3 separate regions of the Mus musculus genome follow, and all the other regions are linked to region 1. Evidence: chromatin contacts called from public promoter capture Hi-C data. All regions are on one chromosome and are shown on one strand. Each heading gives the region's core, a stretch centred on a gene start, on an enhancer-like site or on the middle of the called end of the contact. The rest is flanking DNA. Distances are from core to core; before and after follow the strand shown. Region 1 overlaps Setd4 (SET domain containing 4). Region 2 has its middle 52 kb from the start of Gm30474. Region 3 overlaps Runx1 (runt related transcription factor 1).

Evidence for each region. Capture Hi-C pulls out chosen DNA fragments and counts their contacts.
Region 2: a contact with region 1 is called in a promoter capture Hi-C map of adipose tissue, with 2.2 times the contacts expected there. The contact joins two enhancer-like sites. A contact is called at or near these places in 1 of 115 datasets of contacts at active chromatin or transcription factors (neural tube) and 3 of 9 other capture datasets (adipose tissue, liver and pancreatic islet).
Region 3: a contact with region 1 is called in a promoter capture Hi-C map of adipose tissue, with 5 times the contacts expected there. The contact joins two enhancer-like sites. A contact is called at or near these places in 1 of 39 promoter capture datasets (macrophages), 1 of 115 datasets of contacts at active chromatin or transcription factors (astrocytes) and 2 of 9 other capture datasets (adipose tissue and liver).

What each region holds. Positions count from the first base shown.
Region 1 is chr16:93,592,367-93,595,066 of GRCm38.p6, forward strand. Setd4 (SET domain containing 4) reads right to left here. Exons shown (of 12, transcript NM_145482.3): 6 at 881-969. Among named protein-coding and RNA genes, the nearest start is that of Setd4, 10 kb to the right of the region's middle. Within about 2 kb of position 1,290, at least 13 of the 459 cell types and tissues checked have an H3K27ac peak or open chromatin away from gene starts, as enhancers often do. A contact at or near this core is called in adipose tissue, where this site is marked.
Region 2 is chr16:93,078,370-93,081,069 of GRCm38.p6, forward strand. No RefSeq gene overlaps it. Among named protein-coding and RNA genes, the nearest start is that of Gm30474, 52 kb to the right of the region's middle. Within about 2 kb of position 1,397, at least 33 of the 459 cell types and tissues checked have an H3K27ac peak or open chromatin away from gene starts, as enhancers often do. A contact at or near this core is called in adipose tissue, where this site is marked.
Region 3 is chr16:92,742,744-92,745,443 of GRCm38.p6, forward strand. All of the region lies in intron 2 of Runx1 (runt related transcription factor 1), which reads right to left. Among named protein-coding and RNA genes, the nearest start is that of Gm30281, 18 kb to the right of the region's middle. Within about 2 kb of position 1,263, at least 27 of the 459 cell types and tissues checked have an H3K27ac peak or open chromatin away from gene starts, as enhancers often do. A contact at or near this core is called in adipose tissue, where this site is marked.

The DNA.
Region 1 (2,700 bases), core at 40-2,539:
AGAGAGGGGGGTAATGGGGTTCATAGAGAGCCGGGGGAGGGGCCTATCGAGAGGGGGGGTAATGGGGTTCATAGAGAGCCGGGGGAGGGGCCTATAGAGGGGGGGGGTAATGGGGTTCATAGAGAGCCGGGGGAGGAGCCTATAGAGGGGGGGTAATGGGGTTCATAGAGAGCCGGGGGAGGGGCCTATAGAGAGGGGGGGTAATGGGGTTCATAGAGAGCCAGGGGAGGAGCCTATAGAGAGCTGAGGGGTAATGGGGTTCATAGAGAGCCGGGGGAGGGGCCTATAGAGAGCTGGCGGTAACGGGGTTCATAGAGAGCAGGTGGAGGGGTATCCACTTGGGTTAAGGGTCAGCACCATCTTTGAACCCAACGTAGAAATAATTTCTGCTGAGGCTCTCCCTCCTCTGACTTCAGGGATGCTCTGAAAGCAAGGCTCACCACCACATGCCCAGGACGTGGCTCTCAACCTACAGCACCTACCCTCCCCCATTCCTAACTAAAGCTCTGCCCTAAGGTCAAATCTGTTCAAAGGTGAAGAAGCCAAGCTGGTACAACAGGGTGAACCTGGGACAGTGGCCTAGCATCTGCCAAGCTTTCTAGGGTAGAAGGAAACAGCCACACCATTGTCACGTACACCATCCCATCCCATGCTCACTTTCTAGTAAATAGGGGACAGGGTGAGCACCACATCCTAGGCAGCCTGGAAAACCTTGGAAACACAGTTCACACTGAACCAAGAACAACCCTGGAAGAGAATAAACCTTCAATCGTACTAAGTATTTCTCGGCTAGCCGAGAGCTGGGTCCTCACGCCCTGTGCTGCCGACGTGGGCTGTGAGCAGCACTGGCAGACACCAGGTGTGAGGTGTGGTCACTTACTTCTTAATGTAGGGCCCTAGGGAGCTTCGAATCACAGTGTCCGTGGTGAGCAGACAGCTCTCAGGCAGTGAGATCATCACCTGGCCCTCCTTGCCAAAGAGAAAGCAGAGTTTAGGAAGAACACTGCGGAAGTAAAACCTCAGCTTTACCAGGACAAGCAGTGAGGATGAGCATGGGCTTCAAGATTAGCTCTGATTAACCAAAGACCAGCATCGTGGAGATCAGATCTTCTGGGGGCACTTCCTCAGGGTCAGCACACGGAGGCTGGGGCCCAGTGGGGGAGCCAAGGCTGCACATCAACAGGGTAAACAACGTTTACGTAAGTGTCTGAAGCAACAGCTAAGGCTTGGCACTGAGACCCAAGAGAGGCCGCTGGTGACGGTGCAGCCTCTGTTGCAATGGAAATGCCAGGGCTGAAGGGCCATGGGAAGAAACAAGTTTGGCACTGTCAGAGGCCAGGAGAGGACACTGGTGAAGGTACAGCCTCAGCTGCAGAGGAGATCCCAGTATCCTGGGGATGCCAGGACCATGAGGTGACCACGAGGGACCGCAGCAGGAGTGGAGTGGAGCTGGCCTCAGCCTACAAGACAAGCTGTGGGTGTTCATGGATGGCAGAGCCCAGGAGATCGCGAGTGAGCTCCAGATGCCAGACAGCGAGCTCCAGAATCAAGAGGTACAATGCAGGACTTAGGCTTTGATTGAGCATGATGTGTCTTATGCCTTGGTTCTTCTCTTTCGGAGTGAGACAGCATTTAACTTGTTTTTCTAAGTCTCATAATTTTTATTATATCACATATTTTCATTGCATTCAACAAAACTCAGAATCTCTTTGAATCAGGTTCAAATCTATACAACTAAATCAGCCAACAAAAAATACTTTAAAAAAGAAAAAGAATTCAAACCACCAAAAGATACAGTATATATATTCACAACACATATAGAAGTGGAAGCCAGGCTGAGTGTGGTGGTGCACGCCTTTAATCCCAGCACTTGGGAGGCAGAGGCAGGTGGATTTCTGAGTTCGAGGCCAACCTGGTCTACAGAGTGAGTTCCAGGACAGCCAGGGCTACACAGAGAAACCCTGTCTCGAAAAAACCAAAAACCAAAAACCAAAAAAAAAAAAAAAGAAGTGGAAGCCAACAGAAAAAGACAACTAAGTAACAGACATACAAACTCCCGGGATCTGTCCATGTTCTCCTTTCCTCACTACACAACACACCTCAAACAGGTCTGAGGAGTCGGAAGAGTCTTGCAAGACTTCCTTAGAAGGTAAAGAAAAGTATTGAAAATGTGCTTAAATGTCTTATAAATAATATTAACGAGGATGGTCTCAGTATTCTGTCTGGCTTCAGCCTCCTCCTCAACCCTGCAGCACGTGGCTGCCTGCAGACTTTCTCTGACGTTGCGCCCCCACTTTACGGCATTATGATCTATACCAGTGATACCTGAAGGAGAAGTGAGAACTCAGCAGGATGGGTAAAGTCCCGCAGCGCATTAGCTCTACACGTCAGAGCTGCATTGTGAAAATAATCCACCTTTTCAAGTGTCATTCCAAATGACAGTCTACCTCAGTGAGGTCCGAATTGAGAGACTGCCTCCATCTGACTGACTTGTGGGCATATGGGTGGGACACATCCTACTGTGGGTGATGCCACCCTGGACGGATTGTACCATAAAGCAGGCTGAGCAAGTCATGAAAACCAAGACCCTAGGGAACAGCATTCTTCCATGGTCTCTGATTCAGTTCCTGCCGTCAGGTTCCAGCCAATCGCTGCTGCCCTGACTTCCCTACGTGATGGACAATAACTCACGCCTCCTCA
Region 2 (2,700 bases), core at 147-2,646, 510 kb before region 1:
AGCATAGCCAGCCTCACTGACTAATACATCTACAAAGGACACAGCTTCCAGGCTGCATTTGGGGGCTGTGTAGAGCCTTTTCTAGACAGTTTTGGCAGAAAAAGCAGGTCAGACAGGACAGCAATACTCTGACTAAAGGATAGCCTATTAATGGAGGAGGAAAAGGCAGGAGAATAGATTGATTATACTTCATATCAAATCTGCTTATATCGTGTAAGCAATCAGTTGCCCATATAAGCGAGACTGCAATTACTGATGTTTTCATCACCAGACGCTGAGCATTCAATGCATGCTCCTGTCGTAATTAGGGAGCTCCTTGCGCTGGGGGCTTTTGTTTATTAGCATTAAGCTTGCATATGTCACTGTAGTGTGTGTGTGTGTGTGTGTGTGTGTGTGTGTGTGTGTGTGTGTGTGTGTATGTGTGGTGTTTGTAGATGTGTGCCCATGTGTCTGCAGGAGTGCTTGCTTGAGCACTCTCCTGCGATGGCTGTATGTTGAGTCAGGATGTCTCTCTCTCCATCACTCTCCGTGTTCGTTCTGAGACAGGGTCTCTCACTGAATGTGACTCTCATCAGTTTGCCTAGACAGATTGGCCACTGAGTTCTAGGGATCCTATCTCTGTCCCCTATGCTAGGGCTCAGATACACCCCATTCAGCTGGGCTTTTATGTGAGTGCAGGGGATCTGAACTCAGGCCCTTCCGTACACTCAAGGGAAGGCAAACCCAGGCCCTCCTGTAGCAAGCTATTTATCCACCAACCCACCTCTGCAGCCCCCGCCCCAGAGTTTCTGCATCTGAGCACTGGGCCTTTAGCAGTTTGCATTTGAGACATGCTACTCAAAAACAGCATCTACTGCTGACAGAAGGCACGACCTTGGATGACCATTTATTTAGGTGCCAGTGGGGCCAAGCTGTCCTGTGTCCTTTTAGGCTGCTGTCCACATCGATTCCAGTCAACAGCCTGTTTTAAGAAAAACTTAGGCAAGATTTAAAAAAAGAGAAAATTTGCTTTCCCTTGAGTAAACACGATAACCGAGAGCTCCAGCGGGTAAATAATGCATTTTCTAAAAGCCTTTACAAATGGGTCCTTATCCAGCAAGCTGCTTTTATAAACTCCTGTTCTTCCTAAGACCCGCGTCCTTATAAAATACCATGGCTCGAAAAAGATTCACAACCCTGCGGGATCGGGGATTTTCTTTCTTCTGGATCGTTCCCCCCTTCTTTCAACAAAGAAATGTATTTTCCTCCCTTCAGTAAGAGGAAAAAAATAATCTTTCTTGAAATACGATCCCCTCGGATAAATAATGGCAGTAAAAGTGAGGGGAAAGCGGGGGAGAGCACGGGCCCTCAGCGCGGTGCGCAGCACTTTTCTAATTGGAAAATGCTAAAAGGGAGTTTTCCTTGGAGGCCTCCCATCTGACTTCGGACCAAACAAAACAGCAGTCTGCCTGTGAGAGCTGAAGTCTTCATTCTTCTTGTTAAAGGGAAATGAACAGAAGATGAAAAGGTGGAGGTCTAAACCTACGTGCGCTCGCAGCACCATGGGAGTGGGCGTGTCCTCTGCAGGGGTATGCAGTAGGAGCTGCAGAGTATTAAGCAATAAAGAGCAGAGGCCTCGCTCCTATGAGGTGCAAAGCTGCACACTTAGAGGTCCTGGTGAAGCACCCAGCAACCTCCAGCCCCTCCCTGTTTTGCTTCTTTTTACTTGTGTTCAAACCTTCAGCTTTGGCTTTCCTATGCTAAAGGCAGCTTTCTGGGCTCTCCAAGTTCTGGAGTTTGCAGTAAGCACCTGCCGCAGGATAATTTGCTGATTGGTTTAAAAGCCAAACCATCTGTAGCTCAGGCCCCGCTGGGTCTTAAGGTGCTGTTATGAGCTCCACCAGGGGAAGCAGGCACTGCCGTCTCTTTAAATGTCTTTCTCTTCCTTAATGAAGAGCAGCACCTCTACAAGGCTTACACGGGATTAAGAAACACACATACAACTCTAGGTAGCGACACTTAATGAGGAAAGAGCCCATGGATTTGAATGAGAACATTCAAAGGAGGAGTGAATGGGAGGACTTGGGAGGATTTGGAGGGAGGACGGGTAAGGGGAAAATATACCAAAAGAAACTATGTAGTAGTTTTTAAAAAACACTAATTTTTTTTGTTGGTTGTGTGATTGACTATGTATGATCACTATTCCCTTTACATGTTAAAGTCGGTGTATACATGTATGTGTGTCTGTATGCAAGTTTGTGCATGTGCCCCAGCACCCACAGAGGCCAGAAGTAGCTGACTGAACCCCTGAAGCTGAATTTTCAGGCAGTTGTGAGCTGCCCAACGAGGGTGCCAGAGAGGGAACTCAAGGCCTCTGTAGACCAGAAGCTCTTAATACAAAGCATGAGAGGTCTTACTAATGAACCACGTCAGAGGAACCTTCTGAATTGTCCACACCTCGTCATGCAGATCCTCCCGACTTCTCAGCCGGCACTTTTAAACCATCTTGCATTGAAGCATTTGGCTCTCGGAGGTGGAGTGTGATCCCGACAGGAGAATGTTGGCAGTGTCTGGAAGAATACTTGATTATCACAAATAGAGGAGAACGCATGCTCTTGGCTCCTCGTGTGTAGGGAGCAGAAATGCAACAAACTGCTCCAAGTGCACAGCATGAGGATCCTGCAGGAAGAGGGTATAGTACTAAGGTGAGAAGTCCTACAC
Region 3 (2,700 bases), core at 13-2,512, 850 kb before region 1:
TAGTAGGCGTCTCTTCCACCAGGCTCATAACCCTTTAATTTGTGTTTCTGGTTTGTCCAAGAGAGATTTGCCCTTTTCAACTTAAAATGAAATAAATGCAGTCCACATTTGCCTCCATGAGAGCGATGACCTGATACTATTAAAATACCATCTGAGAGAACTGGAAATACTGGATCCTTCCACCACGTGAGGATTATGGGCATCACTGCACCCAAGAGGCAGGAACGGCCCTCCTTCAAGTCTCTGAGTTCTGGTTATCATGCTTTCTCTAGCCTCGGTCATCTGATGAACGTAGCAACAAGCAAAGTTTCCTTCCAGAAACTTCACCCAGTCAGGACAGATGCTATCCCATGTTGCCCGAAGTCATGGCAGTGCCTTGGTCTCAGACAAGAATGGCAGAGGCTCAGTGATGGACTCGTAAGCTCATGGGAGAACTAGATCTACCCATGAGATATTGGTCTAACTCGATGTGGTGGGAAAACCAAGTGAGGATTAGAGTCCATTCAGGTGTGTTCAGTGTCTTGCTGTGCTAGGATGCTACACTGAGGACCAACAAGGCTGGGGGTGCCGCTCCCTGTGTGGAGCTCTAGATTAACACATAGAGGAGGTCCCGTGCTTTAGCCCCAGCATCTCACAAGCCAGAGGTGACCATCCCTATAAGCCTTGTTAAGACATTAAGCTCTACTATATAGCAAGTTCAAGGATAGCTTGAGATAGATGAAGTCCTTCTTCAACACACACACACACACACACACACACACACACACACACACACCTGAAAAAGCAAAACTAAACCCTAAGCCCCAAAGAACCCCCTTTATTGTTTTAAGCAAGTTTACAGTTTTATGGTAAGCCATACTCATAGCCATCTTAGGCTACATGCAGCCCTATGTTGTAGGTTGAACACTCTTGGTGCTGTCTGCTCCTTCTGCCTCAGAGACTTGGGGCAGTCTCCTTTTTGCTCCTGAGTTCCCACACCTGCCTTCTATCTCCAACCACCACATCTGTCTTGGGCTAGCCATCCTGAAGCCTATGTAAGGACGTCTGGGAACTAACTATGTGTCTACCAGCCTTGGGCTTTCAGTCAGCAGTGCTAGGCAGTTCACCATCTCTGCCCCCACCTCCTCTCTTTCCTAAGGTAAGAGGACTAAGCGAAAGTAGACACGGTTGAAAGTGAAAGGCAAGCCTGAGGCTGACCTGGGTCACACCTGTGGAGGGAGATCTCTGCAGCTGGAGACAACATCAAAGACACCAGCCCCAAGTGCGACTTTTCCTTCTTCCAGAAGGTTCAGGCCCTCTGCCCAGCAGTGCACCTCTTTACAGTGCACCTCACAACATGACACAGAACAAAACCAACTAGCTGACACCTAAGACTATCTGCCCACTCCCCCACAGGGTTTAACCTCTCTGAGCATACTGCAAGCCTGACAGTGGGACACACTTGCATGAGGTTCGAGGACGAATACTTGCCTTGTGATCCCCAATGCCGCCTGCCAGCCAGTCTTTCAAAATCCTTGCTTTCTCTGTATGCAAACTCTTAGCAAAGAGCCCTCTTGCATGCCAGAGCATATGCTCGGCAAGAGATGTTAGTCTCTGTTTGCCCACATTCTTTATCGAGGTCATTTTGCCAAAGCCAGATAACTGAAGACGAACGTGTGGAATCTAACTTCTTAGTAGTACTTGAGGCTAAAAATAGTTCGATTGTTTGATGTTTAGCTATAGATGGTGAGTCTCTTTCTTTCTTTTTTTATAAAGTCTGGAGGATTATTTAATGAGAGACACGTGTGGCAAGTCACAGCATGCAAGCTTTCTTCATCTCAGCAATGCAGAAAAATTCCTCAGACTCTGGGTTTGCCTTTGGAGGGCATTCTAAACCATGCAAAATATGGCGTGAGTTCTCAAGGAGGAGGAGGGGGTGGAGGGGGAGGGAAGACGAGGGGAAGGAGGAGGAAGAAGATGGGGGATGAGGGGGATGGGGAGTGAGGAAGAGGAGGACACAGCTGCGGCTACAAACTAGATGAGACTCTCTTGCCACCTCCATCCAATCATGAAAGAATCTGAGAGATTCAAATGCTGGAGATGTTCCGGTACTGGGATGCTCAGAAACCATTGTCCAGACCCCTACCCTGGCTGAGGCGAACCTCTCTACTTATAGGAACAGAGTGTGAGAATAGACTCCGGCATATGTACACTTGTTAGCTCTGGTGATTCCCCATATATTATTTATATTCGGTTTTCTAAGGCATCACACTGTGTCTCTCTGGTCTTCTGCTAATATGCTCACACATTAACAAGTGACCTATCCAAATCTGCCCACTCATGACTCAGTCTAGGGCTGTGCACATGTAGTTGTACACATACGTCCACTTAATTGGTCCATGGTTCGGGTTTCATAGTCACTGGACAATCACTTGCCAGCTGCTTCAAGGAGCTCACACCTTCCTCCACTCCACTCCAAGTTCAGGACCAGGTGTCCATTATGGCTAAGAGCTAGTCTGGATTGGGCTTAATTGACAGCTCCATTAGTCTGATGAACACAAATGGCATCAAACACCAGGATCGGACACAAATTGAAGATGAGAGCTCCTTTGCATCCACTTGGGAAGGCAAACAGGGATTTTTAAGACAGACTAGTGAGGACAATTAGCAGGATTAATGGGCTCCCCAGTAGGGAGATGACACCAGATGCTCTCTGCTGCA